Regions from separate parts of the Arachis hypogaea genome. Here region 2 is linked to region 1. The links are chromatin contacts, called in public Hi-C maps. All regions are on one chromosome and are shown on one strand. Each heading gives the region's core, a stretch centred on a gene start, on an enhancer-like site or on the middle of the called end of the contact. The rest is flanking DNA. Distances are from core to core; before and after follow the strand shown.

Region 1 (7,202 bases), core at 1,254-3,753:
AAGCAAGAGCAATACGAGATGAACAATCATCAATAAAAAAACAATTTGCTTTTGGCAACTATTTACCTTCTTTACTCCACGGATCTTCTTTGCCCTGTTCTTTCTCTCCTTCATTTGCTTCCTTGACTTTTCAACCTTAGTATCAAGTCCATTCTGCGAATGACAGAGGATTTTAGCGAAGGATTATGCAAAACACAGCAACATGGCACAGATATTAAAGAAGAAAAGTTCTAATTCCTCAAGACCAAAAAGAACAAATGGATGCATGACAAGACATGAGAATGGTCAGATTAAGCTACAGGGTAAGGGTCTTGTACAAAATATCTCAAGAAATTCTAGCATAGTAAAGGGGTAATTAATCAAGCAAAACAAATTATTGTATTGTTTAAGAGGAAGCAACTGTTAGAAGCCAAACAGCAACTAAAAAGAGCTAATGATTTCATCTGAAAACTAATGAATTCTAATATGCACAAGCTTTCAAATTAATCTTTTGGAACATCTCTATTGTTAATGCTCATTAATCATAACAGTATACAATTTCATGTTACATTATGGATCAACAATAAAGAACAACATATTTTCACCCCATGCAACTCCAATCTAAAAATAAAAAACAGTGCTGACAGCATCAGAGTACTATATTATTATACATAGAGGTCATCCAATAACAATTAATATTAGTAAGCACTAACTTACCAGTCTTACAATTTACAAAAACATACATCCTAGTTGCATGAAAGTGTTTCTCATTCCATAGCAATTACACTCATGAACAAAAACCACATTAGAAAAACAAAAAACCGAGTTATCTTACCCTAATTAGTCTGTACTTAGGCTCATACTTCTTAGCATTCTCAACAGTGTCATAAATCAAACCAAAACCAGTGGATTTGCCACCTCCGAAATGGGTGCGGAACTTGAACACAAACACGGTGTTGGGGTCCTTAACATCATAGATTCTAGCAAGCTTCTCCTTAAGCTCAGCCTTCATATTCCAAACACAACAAAAATTAGAAACCCTAAACACCATTATTGTCCAACCAATAACTACCTGACAAAAATCAATTAAATCTAAAGTTTTCGGCTAACAAACAGAATGTACCTTAGAAACATTTGCCCTCCCTGGATGAAGAACATCAATGACCTACAACCACACAATTAAAGAGAAAACGAGGCTCAGCTAAATCGTATGTAGCGCTCAATTCATCTATCATTATCAGATCCCAATTATTCCAAAATCTAGATACTTAAAGTCTATGATAAAGCCATAAAAACAGTGTGAAAGTGAGAATGGTGAACGAACTCACGAATTGCTTTCTGGAGAGGAGCCTGTTAGTCATAAACTTCCTTGTTCTGATGGTAACCGCTTTGTCAGCCATGTTTGTTGAAGCTTGAGGACCCTAATCGTGCTGGAAGAGTGTAGTGTTGAAACCCTAACAAAACTACATCCATATTTATAAGGGGCAAACCCTAACTTGCAATTTTTTTTTTACTTAAACCCAGGTGTATACGGATCGGATTGGATCAGATGTATCCGCAAAACAGAAACTTTATTTAAATGCATATTGCTACATAAAAAATTCAATAAAACTCTTTTATTCACACTTTTAAACCTATTTATTCCTAAAATATTTTTAAACAAACTTTTCTTAAATAACAAAAATAAACAATAATAGGAGGATCTCACCACAACTAAACAGGACCAAAGAACAAGTGAACAAGTATAATTCATGATATCTAATTCTTTTAGACATATAAACAATAACAGCAGCATCACACACAACAACTTAACAAGTAAGATGACAGAAAACTAAATTATAAAATCCGACTATGTTCTAGATTTCATCTTGTGAGTTTTATGTACTCTTCTGGTGGTACTAGCACCGACCTAGAAACAGCCAAAAACTAGTTTATATCCGCAACCAATTCCCAATTATTCACAATTCACAGTTCAATTAGTTTAGAATCTGCCAAAAACATCTATTCACAATTCACAGTTCAAATGACCTTCACAAAACTCAAATGATCTTCATAAAAAAATACCTGAAGTCCTGAACAATGAAGCTGATTCGCTGGAAGGAGGACGGTGAACCGACGAGAACGGAGGACGGCGATGCGGCAGTAAGGCAAGGCGGCGAGGACGTCAAGGCAGCGAGAACAGAGGACCACGGACTGAGAGGACGACAACGTGGCAGGAACTGAGTACCACTGACGGTGATAACGTCTAAACCAGGAAGAGGGAGGGATGAACGCAAGGAAAAGCGGCGAGAGGAAGCACGCGACGAAGAGGTACTAACGCGAGGAAGAGCGGGCGGTCTCCGGCAAGCAGTCTCCGGTGGTGGTCAAGGAAGAAGGAGTGGCCGAGTGGTGTCTCTGATCTCTGTGTATGGGTGTGGGTGTGGGTGTGGGTGAGGGTGAAGGGTAGACTGCAGCGGCGAAAAGAGGGCAAAATGTAAAATTAGGGTTATATATATTTACTTTTGATATCGTGTGAGTGTGAAGTAGTAAAATAATTTTCCATATAAATACATATTTATAAAAATAATTATTTTTAAGTTTTAATATTAACAAAATAAATAATTATCTAAAAAATAGATGTAAGATTTAAAATTTTTGAAAAATTTTATTATGAATCGATTTTAAATTTTTTATTTATTAAAGATTTATAAAAAAATTATTTTTTTAGAAATAATTAAATCAAATTTTGATAATTAAAATAAAAATTTTATATGTTATAGTTTAAATAATTAAGATTTTAAAAATTTTAATTTTTATAAATAAAAAATATTTATTATATTATTTTATATTTTAAATTAAAATATTTGATTAAAAAACAATCAACAAATTAATAATTAAATAATATTTTTAAAATAATTTTGAGAGATTAAATTAGATTTTAAAATTAATATAATATAACTAAATTTGATTTAGATTTTATTAAATTCTAATTAACCCAAAATCTCCAAATCTAACCCTAACCCTAACTAAAAAAAACCTAAATTTCATCTAACTCTAACCCTAACAACCAAAATCCATTTTCCCTTTCACCTAAAAAAATCCTAGCCGCCAAACCTCCTTGTACCCAAACATAGCAGCATCAGAAATTCAAAAAAAAAAAAAAAAAGAAAGAAAACGTAGAGGGAGAGAAGGAGAAACGGAAGGCAGAGAAGAGAAGAGAAGAGAGGGAAGACGGCGCTGACAGGAATCACTGCCGCTGCACCGTCTTGTCACCGTTGAAGGAGAGGGAGAGGCGCAAACCAGAGTCACAGGAGGGAGAAGACGCTGCGTCTGGGAGTCGTCGTCATGTCTGTCGTCATCTTCGCGGGGTCCATGTCGTCGTCGCCGTCCTCATCGCGAAACCAGTGTCGCTGCCATCCATGGAGCCACGAGCCGCGTGGTGCGAAATTTCTAACCACAAACTAACCGGCAAGTGCACCGCGTCGTACCAAGTAATACCTTAGGTGAATGAGGGTCGATCCCACGAGGATTGAAGGACTAAGCAACAATGGTTAAGTGATTCACTTAGTTAGGCAAGTAGAAAATAGTGTTTGAGAGTTCAAAGAGTATTAAACAGTAAATTCAGAGTTTAAAGACAGGCATGTGAATAAGTTGGGAATAAAATATGGAGAAACAGTTAAGGTTTCAGAGTTATCTATTTTTCCGGATTAACTTTTCTTATTAACTATTTTAATCATGTAAGATTTGACTCATGGCAAACTATATGTGACTAGACCCTAATTCCTTAGACCTTTCTAGTCTCCTCTAATTCTCATTAACTGCCAATTCCTTGATCAATTAATTCCAATTAGAGGGTGATGTTTAATTCTAGTTATTATGCCACAAAAATCCTAATTATCCAAATATAAGAGGATTATATGTCACGTATCCCGTTAAGTCCAGATAATTAGAATTTAGGAGAAATTGTTTTCAAGCTATTGTTCAAGTAAAGAGCTTTTTCAAGTTATACAAGAACTCAATTAGAAAGAGGGTCATACTTCCGTTCCACCCAATTTCATAAGATAAAGAACAAAAACAATTCTTGAATTATAAATCAGTGCATGAATTAAAATAGAAAAGCAATAGAATCAATCCATACAAATAGACAGAGCTCCTAACCTTAACAATGGAGGTTTAGTTGCTCATGATTCAGAGAAGAAAATTAGGATTGTAAATTGGGCTGAGGTGGAATGAAAAGTTAACTAATGTTGGGATCCCCATAAGGGAAGTTTCTTTTCTCTTTTATATCTAATCCTAATTAATTAAAAATCTAATTTCTAAAACTAAAATAATATCTTTTTCTATTTTCAAGATAAAAATAAAGTTTAAATAAGAATTAATTAAATAATCAGCAAGTCTTCAATTGATGAATGGGGACCACTTGCTTCGTAGGATCCACGCCTAACCTGAAAAATAACGGGAAGTGTTCCTTCATTCTACAGCCTCTAATCTGTGTTTTCTGGGCCGAAAACTGGGTCAAAAACAGCACAGAAATCGCCCCCAGCATTTTCTGCGTTTTCTGTACGTGGTGCATGTCACGCGTACGCGTCAATCACGCGTACGCGTCGATGGTTTTCTTCTCGTGTCATGCGTACGCGTCAGGTACGCGCACGCGTCGTTGTGCAACTTCACTTTTCACGCGTATGTGTCAGGTACGCACACGCGTCGCCATGGAAAGCTCTAAATCACACGCACGCGTCAGGTACGCGCACGCGTCGATCCTCGCTGTCATCTCCTTTAATTCTTGTGCTGCAGAAATTCCATCAAATCCAACCGAATGCTACCTAAAATAAACAGAATTGCACAAGACTCAAAGTAGCATCCATAGTAGCATCCATAGTAGTTAAAAGATAATTAATTCTTGATTAAACTCATCAAATTAAATGCAAATTCACTAGAAAAAGATAGAAAAGATGCTCACTCATCACAACATCAAACTTGAATTGTTACTTGAATTGTGACTTTAAATGTTTTGTCTCAAACTTCACTTGACACAGAAACACCACAAGCACTTAACTGGGGAACTCTCTTTAAGTTCTAATTTTCCTTTCAGTTACTTCCAAACAGTGGTGCTTAAAGCCTTTGGTATACTCTGTTTAATTGCAATTGATCGACTCTGAATGTTTTGTCTCAATGATTAGTTGACACAAGAACACCACAAGCATGTGACTAGGTGGTGCACGAAATCGTGATCGTTCATTCCATGGTAACGGCGCTACAAACTTAATACGCACGTTCATAATTTTATTTCTTTTTCACAATTTCGATACAACTAACCAGCAAGTACACTGGGTCGTCCAAGTAATAAACCTTACGTGAGTAAGGGTCGATCCCACGGAGATTGTCGGCTTGAAGCAAGCTATGGTCACCTTGTAAATCTCAGTCAGGCGGATTCAGATAATTATGGAGATTTGCTAGTTAAAACATAATTGAAATATAAACTAGGATAGAGATACTTATGTAATTCATTGGTGAGAATTTCAGATAAGCGTATAGAGATGCCTTTCGTTCCTCTGAACCTCTGCTTTCTTGCTGTCTTCATCCAATCATTCCTACTCCTTTCCATGGCAAGCTTTATGTAGGGCATCACCGTTGTCAATGGCTACATCCCATCCTCTCTGTGAAAATGGTCCAATGCTGATGAGCGGATAATTTATACGCTTTTTGGCATTGTTTTTAGTATGTTTTTAGCAAGTTTTAGTTAGTTTTTATTATATTTTTATTAGTTTTTATTTAAAATTCACTTTTCTGGACTTTACTATGAGTTTGTGTGTTTTTCTGTGATTTTAGGTATTTTCTGGCTGAAATTGAGGGACCTGAGCAAAAATCTGATTCAGAGGCTGAAAAGGACTGCAGATGCTGTTGGATTCTGACCTCCCTGCACTCGAAGTGGATTTTTTGGAGCTAAAGAAGCCCGCTCTCAATTGCGTTGGAAAGTAGACATCCTGGGCATTCCAGCAATATATAATAATTCGTACTTTGTTCGGGATTTGATGGCCCAAACAGGCGTTCTAAGTCAGCTCAAGAATTCTGGCGTTTAACTCCAAAACTGGCACAAAAGCTGGAGTTAAACACCCAAACTGGCACGAAAGCTGGCGTTTAACTCCAAGAAAAGTCTCTACACATGAAAGCTTCAATGCTCAGCTCAAGCACACACCAAGTGGGCCCGGAAGAAGATTTCTGCATTAATTACTAATTTCTGTAATTCTATGCTACTAGTTCTCTATAAATAGGACCTTTTGCTATTGTATTTGACACACTTGATATACTTTTGATCTTTGAGAGTCTTATGCACGTTTGGAGGCTGGCCTCACGGCCATGCCTAGACCTTGTTCTTATATATTTTCAACGGTGGAGTTTCTACACACCATAGATTAAGGTGTGGAGCTCTGCTGTACCTCGAGTATCAATGTAATTACTATTGTTCTTCTATTCAATTCAGCTTGTTCTTGTTCTAAGATATCACTTGTTCTTCAACTTGATGAAAGTGATGATCCGTGACACTCATCATCATTCTCACCTATGAACGTGTGCCTGACAACCACCTCCATTCTATCTTCGATTGAGTGTTTATCTCTTGGATTCCTTAATCAGAATCTTCGTGGTATAAGCTAGAATTGATGGCGGCATTCTTGAGAATCCAGAAAGTCTAAACCTTGTCTGTGGTATTCTGAGTAGGATTCAAGGATTGAATTACTGTGATGAGCTTCAAACTCGTGATTGTGGGGCGTTAGTGACAGACGCAAAAGAATCACTGGATTCTATTCCGACATGATCGAGAACCGACAGATGAATAGCCGTACTGTGACAGAGTGCGTTGAACATTTTCACTGAGAGGACAGGATTGTAGCCACTGACAACGGTGATGCCCAACATACAGCTTGCCATGGAAAGGAGTAAGAAGGATTGGATGAAGACAGTAGGAAAGCAGAGAGACGGAAGGGACAAAGCATCTTCATACGCTTATCTGAAACTCTCACCAATGAATTACATAAGTATCTCTATCTTTATTTTATGTTTTATTTATCTTTTAATCATTCATCATCCATAACCATTTGAATCCGCCTGACTGAGATTTACAAGATGACCATAGCTTGCTTCATACCAACAATCTCTGTGGGATCGACCCTTACTCACGTAAGGTTTATTACTTGGATGACCTAGTGCACTTGCTGGTTAGTTGTGCGAAGTTGTGATAAAGAGTT
Region 2 (7,202 bases), core at 1,914-4,413, 140 kb before region 1:
TTGAAACAGGAAAAAAAAACAGTAATTATTGTTAGAATATATCTAGAGTATTATTATTATAGTTGTATTTCAAGCAACTATAAATGTGGTTTCTAGAGCATGGAGGTATATTTTCCATAGTAAATGCATGAAGAAACAATTACCACTTGGCTAAGTTGATTGAGCACATAAGCTTGTTGATCTGCTGCTGATAGGCACACATCAAGAGTGATATCATATGCATCAACATATCTCCCAACTTCTGTGGACACTATTTTATTTACGGCTGCACAAACCCCATTTAATGTTCCACTTTGAAGTTGTCTCCTAATTTGGGAGTAGTTACAGACTTTAGTGAACATTTCATAAGTTGAATCAGATATTAGTCCATGGGACCAGAAATACTCTGCCCTTGAATTGAAATCTGTGTTGAATTCCATAAGAGGGTTTCCTATCTGCAACAATTAAGTCCTAATCAAATTAGCATTTATTATGTCACATATATAGTTTAATTACTATCACTGAAGCTTTTGTCATTTCTGCACTCACTGCTATACCCTTGAAATTGAACTTTGTCTTGCTTTGAACAATGAGTTGTGCAAGTTGTGGTACATAGTGACCTGAAAATTTAATTATGAATTACACTAAATTGTTGCCTAAATCAATAATAATAATAATTCCTTATTTTTTTTAACATTGTTACTTTAGTTAAATGTACATTTAAGAACTTGAAACTAAGAATAACTCCAATAGAGTATCTTTAAAGTATCACTTTTGACATTTACAAGAAATAAATTCTTTTGAAATTGAAATTTGCATTAAAAAAAAATAGATGAAATGAGATTGACCTTAGTTTAAAAAGATCAAATCATTTTGATGAGAATCAATTAAATTTTGACACTTTGTATAATTATTTTTATTTAGTTTTATTTTTAATTCAAATTGAATAATTGACACCAAGTATTGGAGTAACAAATTTTACATTTAATATCAAATTATTATTTATAATATATGATTCTATATTAATATAGTGTTTTGTGAAATTCAAAATAAAATTAAAATAAATATTAGCATTGGAGATTTAAAGTAACCTTAGAAAATAACCCTTAATTAATGAGGAGAGAAAGTATTAGAGTAGTTTTGACTGCATTTATGGTATTGGTATAAATGAAAACGAAAATGTTTAGTAACAAAAAAGAATTAGTCAAAAATAGTCTAAATTTACCTCAACAATTAATAAAATGAAAATTCAACAATGAATTTAAAGTTTGGTCAATAAGTGTTTTAAGGGCATTAATTAATAAAACAATAAAAAAAGTTCTCACTGAAAATTCAAAGTTTTTATATTTCTAATAAAGAAATAATTTACTTAATAAGATAGTACCTGCATAACTCTCCCCTGTAATAAAGAAGTCATTGTTTTTGTACTCTGGGAATTTAGTGAACCAATTCTGTAAGAATACAAGATTATCCCTTGCTATAAAATAAGGGAAATCAAACCCTAATTAGATTCATGAAATATGATATCAAAATCTGAATACAAACTAAGATAAAAAGATTAAGAGGTATTAATAGCAATTCAAGTTCAACCAAAAGTCCAAACTCATCTAACTCTTTTAACAAAATAAAATGAAATTAAAGAACCTGTCATTTCATCATTAACATATTCATAGAAAGATTTATTGGCAGAGTAGGAGAAACCAACACCAGCCGGTGATTCCAAGTACAGCATATTTGCCTCTGCAACAAGCAATTTTGATTGAAATTAAAGGACATAAAAATGTTACATACTTTTAAAAAAAAAAAATTGGTATCTTTTCAGAATAACTGGGATTAAATTACCTTGGTTCCAACTATAATCATTCTTGAGAAGAACATTTTCGCTTGGTTTAAATGGACCATGCTCGACGAAAGCTCCGGCTCCAACAGAAGAACAGCCAGGCCCTATAGACACCAAATTTTACTTTGATATGAACAGGAACTTTCAGATTCAAAAAATCAAGGATTGAAAACAATGTCTTTGCCACAACAGTAAGTAACAAGTACTATTCCACCTGGTGAATTCGGCTAAATGAATCAAATGATTCAATTGCACTTTGTCATGAATCTTATATGAACTAAGCTATTTATAGTTATATCTCTTTTAACCAGTTCTGTTAGAGGTTTAGAGTCATGTTTAGATGCTGTATCTGATACAGAAACAATAACAATAGAGATCCATTTGATTGTAAAATCAAAATAAAGACACTTATTTTTTATAGAGAAAAAAATCTTGACTCCTTGAAAACGGGGACAAAAAAAATACCCATCTGACCATCTATGCCTCTGTATCTCCATATTTATTTATTTTTGAAAGAAAGAGCTCAAAACAATAAAGTGGCTTAAAGATAGCAAGCAACCTAGTCCAAAAGAAATAAAAAGAAAAGAAGAATCATACCTCCATTTAACCATAGAACCAATGGCTTGGAAGCAGGTTCAACTTGTGCTTCAGCAAAGTAGTAAAACAAAGATCTTTGTTGCTTCTCATCCACTGTAATATAACCAGCATATTGCTGGAACTTCACTGGTGGTTGCCCTGGCAAATTGGTTACCTTATCAGCTTCTGGAGCTGAATTCACTCCCACATTTATCTTTGCAACAACAACAACAATTATTATTGTTGCAATCATACTATGCAACTGGGGTATCATCATTGTAATAAGATCTGATGAGAACTTATTAGAATGATGTTTTTGTTTTGTGGTTTCCTTCCCCCTCTGTTTTTTTGTCTCTGTACGAGATGGGGATAAAGGTTGAATGCAAAGGAAAGAATATAATAAAGCCTTATATGTTAAGTGTATTATTGATATTTTAGTATTATCTTTATTATTATTTTTATTATTTTGTGCGTGTGAACTTGGAAATTTAAAATCCATGCCTCGAGTCAAATTATGGTGCTGTCCCTCATTACTTTGAGTGGATTTGGAGCTTGATTGTGATCTTGGATATTCAGGTTTCATTTGGTGCTGATTTGTTTTGTTTTCTAATACTAATTATTAAAGGCTATTGTTTTCTTGGGACATATGATGATTATTACACTTATTTTGAGGAGCAATTTGATGGATAATCATGTGTGCGTCGAATACTTACACTGCGAGAAGTGCAATTAGAAATTAGAATAATAATATGCGCTCTCTCTCTCTCTCTCAGTCTCATGTGACTCAATTTCCCTTTCGAGTTATATATAGTTGTACCTGTATGTAGAAAAATAAAATAAAAATAAAATAAGTGTGGGTCTACCTGAAGTCTGAACTCTGAAATAACTTTACAGCCGTATTCATATGTAGAAAATGTGAATCCTATCACATTTGAATTTGAAGCCAAATAAGGTTCGTAAAATAGAAAAAATATTTTCTGTTCTAAGAGTAAATCAAATAATTTATTTTATACTATTTATTTTTGTTTTGGATTAATTTTTTAGAATATGTGTATTTTTTTATAGAAATTTTAAAATTATATTATTCTACAATCGATAATATTTTAGCACCAAAAATGCTAATGTGGCGCATTTTGATACTTATTTCTCTTTTCTTCAGTTTTTTTTTTAAAATATCTTCTTTATAATTATATGAAAATTAATATTTAATAAACTATTCTAATTGTCAATAATTTTAATTGTCAATTATTATAATATAATTTATACATAATAAACATTTATATGATATTTAAATTAATAATTTTGTTGTGCACATGTGTATCAATTAGTATGAAATTGATATTTATATCAATTTTTATAATTAATTTCGTCCTACTAAAGATTATATAGTTTTTCTTTTATGATTTATGAGTTTGAGTTTTAGAGTCAAGGTAATTTTTTTATTTTTTAATTTGTAACTTTTTTTGTGTAACATCCTACCACATAAAACCTGACGCTATAGTCGTAAGTCAAAAGTGGCGAGACATTACGACACCTAAACTTAAAGGTACATACATAGTATTTGAAGGATAATAATATAGTTAGGAGCTTGTGAAAAAAGATGACAGAATAATAAGTGCATTGCACTCGAAATGTTAATGATATACAGAAACAACAGAAATATATATGATTCAAAAGGAGATCCATAATAAATACTAGTCTCGACCTGCGAAAATAAGGCCGACTAGAAAATATAATACAAACCAGAAGTAAATAAAATACGTGTTTTCCATAAATCAACTTTTGAAAAGGGTACAAGTATGTGATCAAAATGTGAGAATATAAATATAATAAGCACAAAGTACACAATGTAAAGAAGTCTTTGCGTCCCAAGAGATTCGATTGGCACGCTCAATGAGGTGCGTCATGTCTTGTATTTGAAAACAAAATCCGATAATGGGTGAGAATCCGAACGTTCTCAGCAGAGTAATAATTCCAAATAGTGATTATGTAAAAAGATATGAACCTGTTAGGCGATCCTAAACTCCAATCAACACAAGCTTCAAGCCTAGGGTTCTTTTCTAAACCAAACAGGGAAAACTCTAATAGATACTTTAAGTTTAACCTTTACTTGTCTTTTCATTAATAAAGTTCCTTAATACAATAATAATTCTCTCGCAGTTACAGACTAAGAATTTTAAGTTAAACAATTTATTCATCAGCCTTAAATCAACACCGCCATAATCTCTTTTCTATCTGTTAATCATCTCAATCTCTAAAGATTGTCAACTCGCCAAACTTGGCTATGATTCAAAGTTATAATTCTCATCTCATCATCGGTCTCATATCAATTATTCTCTACATTTAGTCTCAACCTAGAGTAAGTGGGGTGAACCACAACCCTTGCATCTACCTAGGGAGTTATCATATCAATCAATACTCATTCCATTTTTCAATCATCTAGTCATTAATATCGCATCAAGAATAGCACTCACCGTCACCATCGCCAGCATAAAGGACTTCTCATTTGTTCAAACAGATACAAAACAATACAAAAAGAGGAAGTATAGGGAGCTAATGGAATATCTGTACAATGTGTACAATGGAGGTTTAGAGATGTCCGATTCAGTATTAGAGATATAACCATTAGTGTTACCTTTTCCTATCAGCTTAAACTTTTGGGATGAGTGGTTTCATGATATGGTATTAGAGCTCTAGATCTGAAAGCTCAAGAGTTCGATCCTTGGTGAACCCTAAAATCAGCTTCAGCTTTTGGGATGAGTGGTTTCATAACATGAGATGTTTATTATCCCTGGTACCCAGATGGTTATTCTGAATAGTATGGGTGATGTTCATTTTTTAACTCATAGCCCATTGTACACATTGTACAAATATTCCATTGGCTCCCTAGCGAAATTCATACAAAAAATACACAAATAAAGCAAGTAGTTCAAATAGTATAGAGATACAATTATTCAACAAGGCAAGCCAAATACAAGATGCACACCCAATCAATACACACAAATACAAATGATGCATGCCTCTCTTACTAATCATGAGCTCCCATGTGTAAATTTTTTGTTATGTGCTTTTTTTTAATATTGACATAAATAAAAAAATATATTAACTTAATTTAAAGATAAATATATCAAAGAATATTTTTTATTAAATATACTGCATGTGTAAATAAAAAATTAAACATTTTTATGTATTATATGGTTACATACACTAGTTTAACTTAAAACAAAAATAATAACTTTTTATTCCTAAAACGAAATACTAGGCATTGTCGCATCATTTTCTTGTTCTTTCGCGCGCTTCTTTCTTTAGCGTTGTTTTCGTTATCATTGTCGCGTCATTTTTTTGTTCTTTTGCGCGCTTCTTTCTTCAACGTTGTTGTCGTTGTCGCCACTGCCACTGCCACTGTCATCGCCTTCTTCTTCCTCTTGATGTTATTGTTTAGCTTTTTCTCTTTTTCTCCTCCTCATCACCTTTTATTATCATTATTATGGTCCTTGTCATATTCATTTTCTTCTTCTACAAATGTTAAAAAAAGTATAACAGAAATTTTGATGCATACTATATAAATTTTGGTACACAGCACATAAATTTTAGCATACAATACAAAAATTGTTGAAGGACCATATTTCTAAAGCATTGACACTCAACCAATAAAATATGCACAACACATAAATTTTGGTGTACAGCACAAAAATTTTGGTACATAGCACAGAAATTTTAATGTGCAATACACACATTTTTGGAGAATTATATATTCAAAACATTGACTCACCCAACAAACAAGATACGTTCATAGCAAAATTTGTGTACTGCATGTAAAAATTCTTGTGCTTGTGCAAAAATTTATGTGCCGTATTCAAATATTTATGTGCTATATGCAAAAATTTGTATATTATATCTTAGTGAATAACACATAAATTTTGATGTACAACACAAAAATTTTTAGAAAATTATATAACTAGAACATTAATTCACCCAACTAACAAAACACATTAACAGTAAAAATTTGTGTGGTTGTAGAAAAATTTGTATATTATATGAAAAATTTTGTATACTATATCGATAAGTTTGTATTATGTATAAATTTTATGTGCTATATTTCAAAAATTTATGTGCTACATTAATAAGTTTTGTGCTCTTCAATAAAAATTTATATGTTGCAAAAAATACGAAAAAAAATGATACGTGTGTCCAACATATACCCATATTTTTTCATTGAACTTATACCAATTTAATTGAATTTGATTACAAAAATATTTATACATATAACATCATTCATTTCTAAAATGTCAAATAATATTTGAGATAGAACAAATGATTCGATTTGCTCTAAAATCATGTCAAAATTTTTCATAAAATAATTATTTTATTTTAATTCATAACTTTTAAGTTTGAGATTTTTTATTTTTTTTATATGAAAGGATAAAAATAAAACAAAAGAAAAATATAATAAAGATAACCGCAATAAGTTTGGATTTTTTTAAATAAATAAAATAAATATTTTATTTACAAAAATAGATAATTTATAGTGTTTTTACCGATTTATGTTGTCTTATTTACCTTATTTACAGTATAAATAAAATAAGTATATATATCTTATTTACAATATAAACGAGATAAGACACGTCACGAAGTCCATGTATCACATTTGCAAACATAATTTCTGGAAGATAATGATCAACACATATCTTGTTTACAATATAAACGAAATATACATACTTATTTTGGTTATACTATAAACGAGATAAACGAAGAGTTATGATATTTTCATTGTAAATAAAATACAGTACAACAAATTTTGATCAAC

Evidence for each region. A called contact is a pair of places that touch in the nucleus more often than the background predicts.
Region 2: a contact with region 1 is called in a Hi-C map of an unstated tissue, with 2.9 times the contacts expected there. The contact joins the promoter of LOC112727589 here to the promoter of LOC112727587 in region 1. A contact is called at or near these places in 5 of 8 Hi-C or Micro-C datasets (leaf and an unstated tissue).

What each region holds. Positions count from the first base shown.
Region 1 is chr12:83,102,224-83,109,425 of arahy.Tifrunner.gnm2.J5K5, reverse strand. LOC112727587 (small ribosomal subunit protein eS24z) reads right to left here and starts at 2,503. Exons shown (of 6, transcript XM_025777392.2): 1 at 2,044-2,503; 2 at 1,308-1,442; 3 at 1,103-1,144; 4 at 815-985; 5 at 67-153. The coding sequence starts at 1,379.
Region 2 is chr12:83,247,206-83,254,407 of arahy.Tifrunner.gnm2.J5K5, reverse strand. LOC112727589 (serine carboxypeptidase-like 45) reads right to left here and starts at 3,163. Exons shown (of 10, transcript XM_025777395.3): 1 at 2,417-3,163; 2 at 1,822-1,923; 3 at 1,624-1,719; 4 at 1,364-1,456; 5 at 529-599; 6 at 144-434. The coding sequence starts at 2,978.